2 separate regions of the Hordeum vulgare genome follow, and region 2 is linked to region 1. Evidence: chromatin contacts called from public Hi-C data. All regions are on one chromosome and are shown on one strand. The core of a region is the stretch at or near the end of the contact, and the rest is flanking DNA. Distances in the headings are between cores, read along the strand shown. Region 1 holds the start of LOC123431162 (2-oxoglutarate-dependent dioxygenase 21, chloroplastic-like). Region 2 has its middle 25 kb from the start of LOC123428888.

Region 1 (3,262 bases), core at 213-2,712:
AAGCCGCATCGTCCCTATCTTGCGGCTGGCTGAAACCGCACAAAGCTTTGCCGTAAAGTTGTATGTCGCCGTTGGTACTCCGGCAGAGGTCCTTCACCCCTTTACCGAACCTCTCATCGCGCCGCCGACCATCCACATGAAGAATCGACGTCCAGATACGCGGTCGCTGCCATGCCCACCATCACCAGCATCACCAGCCATAGGGTCCTCGGTTGCCGCCGCACGACCAGGGAGCCGCCCTGGCCGCGGTGCAAAGCCCCCAACCGCCTCGAAGGGTTGCTGCAGCCTCCTCCTGCCTCAGCGCCTTGGCACCGGGCGCCGCGGCCAACGCCAGTGGCAGTGGCAGCACGATTTGCTGTTGGGTGTGGGGTTGGGGCGTCGGGATCCGATCCCCCGGAGCCGCCGTGGGGCGGCGGCACGAGGGGGTCGGGAGGAAGTCCAGGATGATGTCTCACACAACAACATAAAGTATTTCTTCCAGTTAAAAATCCAGGATTAATCGAAATAGTAAGAGTATAGTACAAACTAACACGGGCGTCCGGAAACATCAACTAGTAAGAGGGTGTTTGGATCACTAGAGACTAGAGACTAGAGACTAGTAGTAGTCACCTTTAGTCAGTAAACCTCCAAACACCCCTGACTAATGGGTGACTAAAACTAGTTTAGTCCCTAGTCACCCCACCCCCAACTAAAAGTGACTAAAGTCTCTCTCCAATTAATTGGCGGGCCCATCCTGTTGCAGGCTCATCCTCCCATGCTGGCATACCAATGAAAGGGAGATAAATGAGAATAATTTAATACAGAGACATTTAATGCTGACTAGTAGTAGTCACCTTCCAAACAGGGTCTGACTAAAAACTTCTAATCTGACTACTACTAGTCACATGACTAGAGAGTATCCAAACATCCTCTAAGACTTACTAGTTAAGTCTGAAATTTAGCGATCCCGATATAGAAAACCAGCAGACGGGCATCCCGAAACAAACATAGCTGCTTCGTCAGCTCGCGGCACCGCCAAAACGGGAAAACCCCTCGTGCATCCCCGGCGCCGGTTGAGTTCCTGGCCCCATCCCGAAACAAACATAGGATAGCCACACCCTGACCCCGCCGCCGGTTGAGTTCCTCCCCCACCCCCGGCGCGAGAAAACAAGCATTATCCAACCGAGCGGGCTGGATGCCAACTTGGGGCGAGCAAAAACGGAATCGTGAGCCTGCTTGCTCACCCACGCACACTGAAACCCACACCTAAACCACAGCTGGTGCGGAAAGGAACCGGGCGACCATCCCCCTTCTTCACCTGGACGCAGCAGCGCAGATACGTCGCCGTCGCCGTCGCCATCGGGGCGTGCGTGCCTACATACGCACACACGCACGCTACCCAGGGCAAGAGAAAAGATCTACCTCTAAGTGCAGGGGATCTGGTACTCTTTGCTTGGCCACCAGTGGCATCCATGGCATGCAGTGCAGTGCAGTGCAGTGCAGCGCGGCTACCTCCCATGCCTCTTGTGTGCTGCTCATCTCTGATTGCTTCCCTACTTCTTCATCCAGATTCCGCCCTATAAATCCCACTAGCGCTCGGGATCTAGATGGAACGCACGCATCCGAACCATCTTAGAAGAAGAAGAGCCAGCAACAAGGAACCATATCAGTTCTGTTTGTTGGACGCGCCAAGACGATCGAGGCATGCCTGCTGCCGTCTCCGGGCGCCTCTTGGCTAGGACCATGGCGAGCCACCACAACCACCGGCAGCAGCGACCATTGCCGGTGATCAACATTGGCCGGCTCGGCGACAAGGACCCCGCCGCCCGGGCGCTCGTCGTCGAGGACATAGCACGGGCGTGCCGCGACCGGGGGTGCTTCCAGGTCCGTTGCTCTGCTTCTGCTTGTTATTACTCCTGCTACTACTCTACACCCTCTGGTCCTCAAGCCGACGACACCTCCGCTACGCTACGGCCAGTTAAAGATGGATAGGGCTATGAGTTACCCGTACGTGCTGACATGGACGCAGCCATTTCAATACTGACAGTGACCTGGCACTAAGTTAACCGCATGCAAAACAAGCGACAAATCATATCATGCACATATATACCGAGATGCCAGTGCTGACACGTTGTGCTGCCGGGGTGAACCTGAAGGTGATAAACCACGGCGTCAGCAAGTCCGCCATGGACGGCGCGCTCGAGGCCGCCTCGGAGTTCTTCGACATGCCCGCCGACCGCAAGGCGGCGTTCGCCTGCGACGACATCCGCAGCCCGGTCCGGTACGACACCAGCTCCCGGGACGGGATCAGCAAGGCCAGGTCTTTCCTCAAGCACTACGCCAATCCCATCGAGGACTGGGTCGACTCCTGGCCAACACAGCCGCCAACATACAGGTACTTGATCATCAACCTGAACATGGAATCCTCGGCATTGCCACACTCTTCTTAGATTGAGAAAAAACAAGTGATGATCGGCAGGAAGAAGATGGGGAAGTATGCCGTGGAGGTGCAGAGGCTGTCGGTGCAGCTCACGGGGGCCATCGTGGAGGGGCTGGGACTATGCCCAATGTACCTTGAGGAGAAGCTCGGAGCAGGGCTGCAGTTCATGGCGCTCAACAACTACCCGCAGGGATCGTCTCGGGCCGGCGACACGGTCGGGCTGGCGCCGCACTCGGACATTGGCTTCATCAGCATCCTGCTGCAGAGCTCGCCGGGGCTGGAGGTGACGCACCACGACGACGGCGGCATATGGACGCCGGTCCCGTCCATTCCAGGGGCGCTCCACGTCCACCTCGGCGACCACCTGGAGGTGCTGAGCAACGGCCGGCTCAGGTCCCTCCTGCACCGTGCCATCCTCAATACGGATGAAGCGAGGATCTCCATCGCCAGCATCCATGGCGCGGCGATGGACGAGAAGGTCCGGTGCGCCGAGGAGCTCGTCGACGAGCGCCACCCGAGGATGTACAGGGAGAGCAGCTTCCATGACTTCCTCGACTTCCTGCCGACCAACGTCAAGGCGTACCGGAGGTTCGTTGAGACCCTCAAGATCGACACTGCTTAACCCAAAAACATCATATTCGTTCTGCTGCATTAAGAGTTTAAGACACACACAGCTGAAGGAGACTCTGCACATAAGTGTCCATTTAGTTGTGTCATTTAATTATGCCTCCATTACCAAGTATCTCCGTACGAATAAGGGAGTATGGTATCAGCAGAGCAGGATAGGCGTGTGATTAGCAGGGTGCCTTTTTTTTAAGACTCTCCATTTCTTGCTTTGGGGAA
Region 2 (3,115 bases), core at 300-2,799, 74 kb before region 1:
CGGAAATTTAAAACCCTTTGAGTCATGTAGAAATAAACATAAAACCAAAAATGTAATGAAATGTTACCATGGTTAAAAATAGTATGATTATGTTGGCACCTTAGCATAGTATAGTAGTAGTAGTACTGGACAATTGTGTATAGGGTCATAGTTGAGTATGTATGTGGTAATTGGGCCTCAAATAACCCATTATGATCATTGTGGCATTGCGCGTTGTTTGATAGTTGGGCTACAAAGCAGCCATAGGCCTATACAAAAAATGGAAATTTCATATTCGCGGAAACGAAAAGTTCCATTTCCACCTTTGTTCCATCGGAAAACTCTGTTTCGTTTTTGTTTATGTTTCCGCATAAAATATTCCATTTTCATATTTTCTCTTCATTTCTATTTATCCTCCGGAAAAGCAGAAAGTTTTCACTTCATTTTCAGCCTAGGCATGTTTCTGTAGTCCTGATCTCCCGGAAGTTAACTGCGGGTATCTTTCCTACTCCATTTGTCCTAAAAAAATTATCCTAAGTTTGTCTATATATGAATGTATCTAGTCACGTTTTAGTATTTTGATACATTCATTTTTAAACAAATCTAAAACAAAAAATTTAAATGAAGCGAGTATATATTTATAAAGGTTTGAGTTGGTGGTGATTTCACCCATCAATGAACTCCTCTCCTACCATTGGACCCACTAAAATAAAACAAATAACAAACGGTGGAACTGCATCAGGTATTGAAGTCAGACAGCTCCACCTTCCGAGACCACGGCAGCAACGACGGCTGCTCCCCGCAACATGTCCGCAGGTCAGGCTGGACAGGAATAGGAGCAAGCCAGCCCAAAGCTCACCAGCGCCGAGCCAGACTGGGCTCAACTCCTTGCTTCGCCGAGCCGCTATAGGAGGCTCGGACCGGGTGACCAACCAACCCTCTGGTCGGGCCGGTCGGCTGGCTCGCCTGCCTCAGCACCGTTGGCCAATGCCAGGTGGACCCAGGTTCTGGCGGTGTTGGTATCGGAGCGTGGTCGTGGAGGCGGAGCACCAGAGCGTCGGGACGTAGGGGAGGCCTGCTCTTGGCATTGGACGAGCTCAATGTCGTGGAGCTGGAGGAGGCAAGGCACCACGGTGGCAGCTCCAATCGCTAGCGCGAACACCCCAAGCACGAGCAGCATGCATGGGAGCTCGGCATAGGTACGGTGGTCTCGGAGAAGGCGCAGCGGCGTGCGTGCGTGCGTGCGCTCGATCAACACGGCGAAACAGGAGTGCGCAGCAGCGGCAGCGCATGGCGAGGCGAGGATGGCGTTGTCTCGGCTCTCAGAGAGGGCGACGATAGCCTGGTGTGATGGCGGCGTCCAGCGGCGCCATGGATAGATGCGTGTGTGCAGCGTTTGTATCCAGGCGGCAGCGGCGCGGTGGATGGATGTGTGCGAGCGCACGCTGTTTCTTTCGAGTAACCGCAAGTTGATCCTAGGTAGACCTAGCCATGGGCAGCCCCGCCCGGATCAAAAATACCAGGCCGGACCAGGCCTAATTATCCGATCAGGCTGGGCTCGGGCGTAGAAATTGAACCCGACGGTCGGGCCGGGCTCGGCGTAGAAATTGAGCCCGACGGTCGGGTCGGGCCGGGCTTAGGCTTGTGAAAAATATGATTTTAGACGTGGTCGGGTCGAGTTGATCGGAGTGTCGGGCATTTTCGGACTCGAGCCAGATTTGTTAGGCCCGAAGGTCGGGCCGGGCCGGGTTCGGGCCTCATTTTTTAGCATCGGGCATTTTATAGCCCGGCCAGACATATGTCCAGGTATACTCCTAGGTCAAGCTTCGTTTATTTTTTTTGAGAATCAACTTTTTTTTAGAATCACCTTCACATTCAATTGAGTTGTTGTTTCGGCATCGTAGGTGGCATAAACATTTAGATGGTCTGGGCTCGTCGCATCAGTGGACCGACCCAGCGCAGGACGAGCACTGGCTACACATCACACATTGTTTCGTTTTTCTTTTAATACATTTGCATACCCATAAGAATTACTTTTATGTATATTTCTAAGAATAGAAACATAATTTCCTTTAAACTTTACAAATGTTCACTAGACGTTTCAAAAATGTTAATGCTGTGTCAAAAATGTTTGTGCCACTTTTAAATATGTTGATAGCGTAAAAAAAGTGTTTGTGACAACTAAAAAATGTTTTGTGTTTCATAAAATGTTGAAGTTTTTTTTATAAAAATATGTGCAAAGTAAAAAATAATTACCATTCATTAAAATTGTACGTGAAATTTTACAGAAATATTCTCATGTTTCCAAAAGAAATGTTCATGAAAGAATGATACGTAACAATTAAAAAAGTGATGAAGGTGTATTTAATAAATGTTTACCATGCACCATTTTCTTGAAACATGTATTTTGGAAAAATGTACATCATAAATTGGAGAAAATGTTCAATGTGTATCAAAAAATGTTCCACGTTTATATGAAAAATGAAAAATATGTTTTGAAAAATAGAAACGTGTTGAAAAAAAAGAAGAAAAACAGTGAAGGTAAAAAATCAGCAGAGCCCACTGAGCCTCCCCAAAGCCCGGAAGAGAGCAAAATACTCACAATAACATCTCAGTATTTCAGAGTAGAAGGAAAAAATAACGGGCAATGTGACACCATAGCACGCAGGCCGGCCGATTTGCATGCCTTGGTTACGGCGGCGGGTCATGGCCGGGAAAGAGGAGATTTGGCATTTTTGGCGGCGGAAGACCGGCTCTTGCCTTGTGTGGCAGATTCATTCGACCTGCCTACCAACCCAAGTGAGTGTCGGCTGTCACCACTCTCCCCGGGAGCCAAGAGAAGAGAACATGGCCGGGTGACCCTCCGACCCTGGCAGGAGAGATGCACGTATTTCACCTGCTGCCGGGCTGTCTGGTTTGGCTGGCCCTTTGCTTTTCCTAGGCTACGAAATAGAGGGTCAAGGTTCATAATCCCGAGTAGTAGTACTGAGTTTTTTTTTCCTTCCACAAAGTGTACCATCTGACTCCAGCTAGAATCTATCATCGGCTAGCATCGACTGCGCACATAATCGAACGTGGCATTTTCACCCACGAGCGTTTTATAAAAAGGTTCACATCTACTAGAAATGTTCATTAA

The links. Hi-C and Micro-C count contacts between places; a contact is called where the count stands out from the background.
Region 2: a contact with region 1 is called in a Hi-C map of leaf, with 2.4 times the contacts expected there. The contact joins the enhancer-like site here to the promoter of LOC123431162 in region 1. A contact is called at or near these places in 2 of 6 Hi-C or Micro-C datasets (leaf and seedling).

Annotation. Positions count from the first base shown.
Region 1 is chr2H:643,345,900-643,349,161 of MorexV3_pseudomolecules_assembly, reverse strand. It overlaps LOC123431162 (2-oxoglutarate-dependent dioxygenase 21, chloroplastic-like), which reads left to right and starts at 1,462. Exons shown (of 3, transcript XM_045114998.1): 1 at 1,462-1,863; 2 at 2,136-2,374; 3 at 2,459-3,262. The coding sequence starts at 1,684. The coding sequence ends at 3,041.
Region 2 is chr2H:643,420,310-643,423,424 of MorexV3_pseudomolecules_assembly, reverse strand. No RefSeq gene overlaps it. Among protein-coding and RNA genes, the nearest start is that of LOC123428888, 25 kb to the left of the region's middle. Within about 2 kb of position 1,549, at least 3 of the 3 cell types and tissues checked have open chromatin away from gene starts, as enhancers often do. A contact at or near this core is called in leaf and seedling, where this site is marked.